Regions from separate parts of the Mus musculus genome. Here region 2 is linked to region 1. The links are chromatin contacts, called in public Hi-C maps. All regions are on one chromosome and are shown on one strand. The core of a region is the stretch at or near the end of the contact, and the rest is flanking DNA. Distances in the headings are between cores, read along the strand shown.

What was found. Hi-C and Micro-C count contacts between places; a contact is called where the count stands out from the background.
Region 2: a contact with region 1 is called in a Hi-C map of cortical neurons, with 2.5 times the contacts expected there. The contact joins the promoter of Txk here to the enhancer-like site in region 1. A contact is called at or near these places in 14 of 39 promoter capture datasets (the 3T3-L1 cell line, the C10 cell line, the HPC-7 cell line and 9 more), 7 of 484 Hi-C or Micro-C datasets (cerebral cortex, cortical neurons, embryonic stem cells and 2 more), 2 of 115 datasets of contacts at active chromatin or transcription factors (astrocytes and large pre-B cells) and 1 of 9 other capture datasets (embryonic stem cells).

The regions. Positions count from the first base shown.
Region 1 is chr5:72,330,754-72,334,813 of GRCm38.p6, forward strand. It overlaps Corin (corin, serine peptidase), which reads right to left. Exons shown (of 22, transcript NM_016869.3): 14 at 1,915-2,028; 15 at 58-168. Among named protein-coding and RNA genes, the nearest start is that of Gm23712, 86 kb to the right of the region's middle. Within about 2 kb of position 2,353, at least 3 of the 459 cell types and tissues checked have an H3K27ac peak or open chromatin away from gene starts, as enhancers often do. A contact at or near this core is called in cortical neurons, where this site is marked.
Region 2 is chr5:72,750,555-72,754,614 of GRCm38.p6, forward strand. Txk (TXK tyrosine kinase) reads right to left here and starts at 2,223. Exons shown (of 15, transcript NM_001122754.2): 1 at 2,125-2,223. The coding sequence starts at 2,140.

The DNA of each region.
Region 1 (4,060 bases), core at 1,103-3,602:
CTTAGATGGCTGACAGGCGTGTGAATGCAGGGCAGGTGACAGAGACCAGAAGCTTACCACAGCCCCATTCATCAGAACTGTCTGAGCAGTCGACCCATCCGTCGCACCAAAGGTCACGCGGCACACACTCATGGTTGGCACATTCCAGCTCATTGTCTTGGCAAAATGCTGGCGGGGAGACCAAGAGGAAGAGGATGCAAATGTTTGAGAGAGCAGACGGAAGACATCGCAGGAAGAAAGCAAGCTCTGTTCATGTGCATAGATCGCTTCTTAGGGATCCTACTATTAAATTACTGTCTGGGTCACATACAAATCTCTTTTTGATTTTTTTAAAATTATAGTAAATCTCCTTGATTGCCTACTTAGCATCCATTTCCCGTCTTTCGTCCATGAAAAGGAAACCTGATGTTGTCCAGGGCTTCATACCAACCATCCCACATCCCAGAGGAAGACATTGATTAGTGTAACATTGGCATGGCTTTTTGCTGACTATTCTTATCTGAGAGTCATAATCAGTCCAGGATTAAATGCAATTCCACAACAGGTCTTTGCTCTATGATTTTATGATTTATGCCCTGCAAAACAGCATGCAACTAAACTCTGCTCACCACACCATGGGCCTTAGCCTGGAACCAGGCCAGGCTGGTGCAGGCAGCTTTTCCTAATCCCTGCCTGGAGCCATGCTTTGGGTGTTTGTAGAAAATGTCTTTTCTAATCCTCACAGAAGCCCCTTGCTACAGGCTGTCACCCTGCCCAGTGCTGACCCATGGGGAGTCCTTTAGTGATATTCCAGAGGAAGGAGCTGAATCCTCCCTTCTTCCTACTGAACGTGATCAAGGCCGCTCACCCACCCTGAGGTCAGGCTGAAAGGAAAGGGTCACAGACAAGATGATGTATTTCTCTACTCCACTGTAGCCTTGTGAATTCATTCTGCCATGACTTTTACTGTAGTAATATAAGACATGTACAATATACACAATAAATGTATTCACTTTTTTGTTGAGCTTTCTGTTAATTGTAAGTTAAATGCCTAAAGATATTTTAAACTAGTACTACAGATGATGGCTGTATATCATCTAGACGTAAAAGATTTCAAAAGCACACAAAACTTAAAACCACCACCACAGGCAAGGGCAAACTTTTCATGATCTTCCGGTGTTTTTCTTAGCATATGTATATTTATTTCTAAAACTCAGGACAACGCTGCCCATACTACTGTGTATCTCCTGTTCTTCAAGTGCTGTCTTTGAGATAAGTGTCCTTTGAGGCCATTTCTTAGAGGCTTAGTCTCAAGCCTGCAATATTATTGGAAAGCTGAAGAACTGCTTTTTTAAAAAGGGAGATGCGAGGGACATCGTGCAGCCAGTGAAGACATGATCTTGAAGGACATGGTGGGACTGCAGCCTCTTCTTTTTCTTTCCTAATACACAGCCTTGAAGTTAATATGCTTCTCTGCTGTTTCCTCTCCTCTAAATCATGGACTGAAACATCCCAAACTCTAAGCAAAATAAACCCAACTTCTTACATTGATTCTCCTTGGGTAGCCTGTTAACTAATGGGAAACCAACTAACACATCAACTAAAGATACATAACGAACCCAGATCAAATAACTCAGGAGTGTGAGTTTAATGTTGACATTGTGTTTCATCTTATGGTTAAATTTTATGTCTTACATTTTGGATACTAGCATGAGGTCTTTTAATGTTTTCATGTTGTTAGAATATTATTTGTATGTATTTAAAAAACATTAGTCTTCTTGGAATATATATCTTTGTAGACATAAGTATGGTCAAAAGAACTAAACAAACTAAAAGCTTTTCATGTGTATTTCCAACTTTCTAGCTTATATTTAAAGTGAAGCAATGTGTACTTGAAATACACAACACTGTTAGCAAGTTCATAAAGGCGCTTACAGCAGTTTTTTTCATCCATACTGTCTGGACAATCTGGAAACCCATCGCAGATTAATGTATGCTTCAGACATTGCTTATTAAATGGACATTCCCAAAGAGCTCTCTCTTTACAACCTGGAAACAGAAGAAAAAGCTATTAGATGCAGAGTTGAAATTGATGGTGAAATATAATTGAATAAGGTTAAAAAAAATTTTAGCATAAAGGCCTGGTTTCTTCTCAAAGACTGTGGATGTCTGTGGTGACTATGAATCGTGTGATTCTGAAAGTAGGAGCTCACGGCAGTCTCCATTCTGCTCTGTGAACAGAACAGCATGCCTAACCAAAGATCCAAATCAACACACGGGAAATGAAAAAACGTGAAAAAGCAGCTATGTGTTAGCATCCTTCCTGAGTTGTTCCTTTTGCTTTCTGAGTCTGCGTGCCAACATGCACGGCTCATCTATAAAGCGAGTCATGCTTTTAAGCACATATGCCAAAACCTAGAGATGTAAATTCGTGCGTGCAATCTTAAAATGTAATTTCAGCCTACAAACAGAGACCATCTGTGTTTCACGAAAGAGGCCCCTCCCATGTTAAGTACTTACAAAACTCATTTTTAGGAGCCAGGTGCAAAATTCATTACTTTCCTGGGCCAGAGATCTAAGGTTGGAAACCTCATCAATTACTATGGAAAATTGAAACGGTTTGGAAAAGATAAGGATTGTGGGTTTACAACTTGAACTTCAATTTCCCTTCAAGGAGCAAGCACTTTAGGCTACATCTCCTACATATCATTTGGTTAAGTGTAATGTGTTTGAATGTCTTCTAAGATATGCCAAGATTCTACTGTAACTAGATGACTCAGGAGAACCAGGGTCCTGACTGTCCTGTGAGGGTAGGAAAGAAAAGATTTCATAGCTTTGAACTTTTATGTGTTTTAGGTTTTGAAATGGTTTCACCTGTAGTCTAGGCTGTCCTCGACCTCAAGACCTGCCTATCTGATTATCGTAAACTGCTCCATTGACTTTTCTGATGTCAGTAATTTCTCTGAGAACAGTGGTTAGCTCAGTCTAGACACTGAATCCATAGTTAATTTAAATGCAACTTCACTTCATCTAAGGAACAACAAACTCTGGTTCTCAAAAATAAATAAATAAGTAAAAATAAACGTTAAGATTATCTAAATCTCAAAGTAGTGACCAAATAAGGATACTCTTAAAAGCTATGTCTCATCAGACCTATCATAAAGAATTAGGAGAGCTCTCATAGATGATTAACTCAGGATTCTTGGAATTCACTGGGGAAAAAAATCTCATTGTTAAAAATGGTTATTCAAAACAAGGATCAAAATTCTTTACCAGAATAGAAATTTTACTGAGCTAAAATTAAGTTTGGAGTGTTTTATCACCCAAACATGGGAAAGATAAATGATAAGAGACCTGCACAGGCCATTCACCTGGAGTGGCCTTAGGTCCAGACAGATATTCAATGAATGATAGATATTCAATGAATGATAGATATTCAATGAATGAGTTCACTGAATGGGATTCAGGGTTTCCAGCTGGCAGAGGCTGCCAACCCTAACTGCAATGTTATGATATGATGTCTTTCAAAAGGAACCCTGAACTCTGCCCAATAGCCTAAGCTCGTTCCATCAGAAAGCAGTGCAAACACAGAAAGTGTTACCGATTGATGTTGTTGTTGTTGTTGATGGTGGTGGTGGTGTTGTTGTTGTTGTTGTTGTTGGTGGTGGTGGTGGTGGTGGTGGTGGTGGTGGTGGTGGTAGTGATGGTGGTAGAAAAACCACTACATCAGTGGGAGATGAGAGAAAGAAGCTTGATACAAAGAGACCTTTGAAATGAATGAAGAGTTTGTACACTTAGAAGGGACTAATAAAAAAAAAAACAAGCAGAGGGACAGATCACCGGGCACAAGGCCTTCTGCAGTGTGTACTCATACCAACAACATTACCACAACAATGGCATTCATTATTTACTGTGTATGCACTCTCCAACCTTGGGTATTCTATGACATTTGTGTTTCCTTTACGTATACTTTTTGTTAGAAAAGTCTGTACAAGCAAACATCTCTTGGAGATAAAGGTGGTAAGAACAGAGGAAGTAAAGTGAGAGGAGGTCATGGCATTTGTCATACGGAAGGCAGTAT
Region 2 (4,060 bases), core at 973-3,472, 420 kb after region 1:
TTTACATACTCTATCTGAGAGAGGTAAAGAGTCCAATGCCTAGGATGAGGGGTTGATCATACCTGAAAGTAGTTAGCACCAGAGGCCAGCCTAAAGGATGCCTATCCCAGCTACCCGGCTTATCCTCATATTAATTACAGTAATAATGGTCCATTAGCTTTGCAGGGCTGGTATGAGAGTACTCTGGGAATGGAGAGGCCCTGGAAATACAGTGCAATCAAAGTTTCTTACTGTACCCTCAGATCAAATGATGATAATGAACCTAGAAACCTGCATTTAAGCAGAACCCCCAGGCATGTATCAGGCAAACTGGACCATAAGATTACACACACACACACACACACACACACACACACACACATATATATACATATACACATATATATACATACATATGTGTATATATATGTATATATATGAAACATTTTTATATGGTTTTTCTTTCCACAAACAATAGATTAAAAGCATTCAAGAAGAGGTGAAAGGGAGAAATTTCTAATCCTTAGCTGCTGTACTGGGATCTTGCCATCTAAGTAAATGTCTGAGTTTGCTCTCACGGTAACTTAGCTGCCAAACACACTGGCAATTCCAACACTTCACAAATGTAACCTCACTGGAGGAGTGTCTTGGACCCTGTTCAGAGGCCACCATCATTCCTTTATGATCAAAACCCCACTCTATACAACTACCTCCTCTTCCCTTCCAGCAGCCTGTGACTCCAGGTCACCATGGCAGCCCCTTGAACAGTCAATGTGTTTGGCGCATACAAATAAGCATCCTTAAGTTTAAAACACCCTGGAGGGCACTTGGTGGTGCCTTGTCAATGGCGAATACTCATTATTTCACGCAGAAGAAAATGGAGTGGTTTAGCTATGGCTCATGGCAGAAGGACACAGACAGACAGACAGACAGACAGACACTGGATGGTACAGGGACATTGCATTAAAACCATTCCTCCCCCCCCAGGCCACGGGGAAATCTAAGACCCCATAGATAAGTAGTCTCCCACTTCATCCCTAGACAGCCTCTGCATCTACTTGCCTTACACGTAGCTGAGCCTTTCCTGTCATAACACATGGCCTTCCTTCCCCTGGTTCTGATCTCATGAGAAACAATCAAAGCCTTTAAAAGTCCATATTCTGCATCTGCTCAACATTATTCTGCCCTTGGGGAGGTGGGGACTCGTGACAATTCTTTGTATCTTTTTCTGTCTTGAGCTGCTTGGCCTATTTCTGATAACAAGAAACCTTTTTGTTGCTGTTGCTGTTGTTGTTGTTATTGTCTTGTTTTGTTCTTAGTGAATCAAACTGTAAATCATATTCAGGAAGGCACAACAAAAATAGCATTTGATTATTTTTATAAATCCTACCAATGTCTGGAGGTCCTAATAACGTGCTGTGGCTTAAAGAGATATGTAAAATTCGGTCAGTTTTTTCCTACTGCCAGCTAAAAATAAATCAGAATTCTGGCCTAATCTAGAATGACTAAGTTCTACTGATGTTTGATTCCCAGGGCATCTAGAATTAAAATCAGAGATCGTCTTTTTTTTTTCCTTTCCTAAACCCCTATACATAATTAGCCTCTCTTGAGTCTTAACTGTGGAGTGCTTCCAAAAATCGTCTTGAAGTCTTTCAAAGCAACTCTCAGATTAGTTGATGTGCTTGCCAGCTTTGCCCACTGTTTACTTGTGACGGCTATAGGAGGAGGCAGAAAGGGAGCGCTCACACTGTAGACTTGTTCATCCAACCGAGGTGCCAATGGGAACCTGTCAAAGCTGAGGCTAAACCAGAAAAGTCTGATCTCTTCACCCTCAACTCTGAGTTCATTATCATTCAAAAAACAAACATATCCCATCACACTGACCGAATTTCCACACATGCTAAGTACACAACTTTTTTTTTTTTTGCTATTGTCATCTGTATTCTCAATTCTCAAGTATATAATTTTATCAAGAGGCAGTGGACATTTAACTAAGCCACAAAATCCTGTCACTACATCTGAAGAAATCATCTTTAGGATTTCACAAATTCCTTGTTTTAGCAAAACCCACTCCTAGGGGTCACCAGTAGGCAACACACCCATAAACACGCTGTGACATTAAATGGTAAAGCCCATCTTACTCACAAGAGGACAGGATCATGGCGACCCTGCTTGCTGGCCATACACAGAAGCCTTGGTTCTTCAGCTCTGTTCCACTCACGGTAACACATCTTTCAACTGAAAGCATAGTTGTTGGCCTGTGACGTTTCTCACAGGCAAAGTTTACCCCACCTAATTTCCTGTTCTGAAAACCTCAAGAGTGTGTGAATGACAACCCAGTGGCCTACATAAGAAACTTCAGAGCTCTGTATCCAGATCTGAAGTGTTAGCACTTCCTTATACCTACGCTGTGGGTGTGTCTAGAAAACACTTTGAAGAAATCACAGAATTTCGGTAAAAGGGGCCTTCATAGTAGTCAACTTAAACTGTCTTCCCTGTGCTGATACTGGAATAAAGGACCATACAAGAAGAAATTTTACTTACTGGAGGGCTCATAGTGGTACAGGGAAAATCGACTTCTAGGATCATGAATATCCAAACTAGGATGTTTGGCCCTCTGATTTAGGACTGACTCTAAAGACTTGGTTTGGGATTAGGGGAGAATCTAAAGATCTGTTTTAAAAACTGGCTGAAGCTAGGTGTGGTGGCAAAAGTCTTTAATCCCAGCACTCTGGGAGGCAGAGGCGAGTGAGTTCAAGGCCAGCCTGGTCTACATAGAGTTCCAGGACAGCCAGGGTTACATAGAGAAACCTTGACAGACAGAGAGAAAGACAGAGACAGAGAGACAGACAGAGATACAGACAGAGACAGGAGAGGCAGAGAGACAGACAGACAGACAGACAGAGACAGAGAGACAGAAAGACAGGGACAGAGAAAAGAAAAGATTTAGCCTCAGCTTTGACAGGTTCCCATTGGCACCTCGGTTGGATGAACAAGTCTACAGCGTGAGCGCTCCCTTTCATTTGTTCTGTTTTCCCATAGGAAGCATTTGTATGGGCTATGGAAATGGCTCAGTGAGCAAAGTGTTTGACACTGAAGTATAAGGACCCAAGTTCAGAGCCAGAAAAGTTACATAATTGACAAGAGAGCACGGTCTCCCACCAGTAAACCAAGTGCTTGGGAGATGGAGACAAGAGATCCTGAGGGCAAACTGGCTAGCTAGACCAGCCAAATCAGCCAGCTCTGAGTTCAATGAGAGATTCTACCTCACTACACAAGGTGGAAAGCAATCGAAGAAAACACACAGCATCAACTCTAGCCCCCATATGCACACAGGCACATATGCACACATACACACATGTATCCTGCCCCCTGAGACCTACATGTGATAAGAAAGAGTATTTCAAATTGTTCACACAGGAACTCAACCTTCTTGTAACTTTCCTGAGCACACCCTGGTTCCTTTCACAGCTCATCCAGATAAAAGGAGAAGATAGGTGGGGCCTATCTTAGCAATAATAGTAAGGCATGCCTGCATATCACCAGCTGCTTGAAGGAGTTGATTAAAAAGTGTGTATGGTTTTGTGATGTGGGGAGTTGGAAGGAATATGGCACATTATGATGAGAATATTTCATTTTTTTATCCATTATAAAAGGAATGAGCTTAGCCTTCGGCCCAACCTTCAATATGGCGGCACAGACTCTTAACCAAATCGGTGGTTCTCCATGGTCAGAGGGAAGTCAGCAGCCAGCTCCAGTCTGTGTGCTCACCACATGCTCCAGGGTGGGAGGGATTACAGGGGCTACTGATATGGGAAGGGGGAGCTCTCAAATACCAAGAACAGTGTGTTGGATAGGAAATGGTTTCTACTGATGGGAACATGTGGGGCAACGGGCTACGCAGAGACAGCCTGGTCTCCAATCGAGCTTAGGTCTTGAACCTTGGTGGGACCCAGAGGGTGGTAATTTCCACCTACATGGGACAGAAGACGTTTCATCATGTCTCCTGGACCCCTGACTCCTGTCAAAGTTACAGCCCCCACAGGAGAGGCACATGCTATCAGTCTCGTAGGAACAGCAC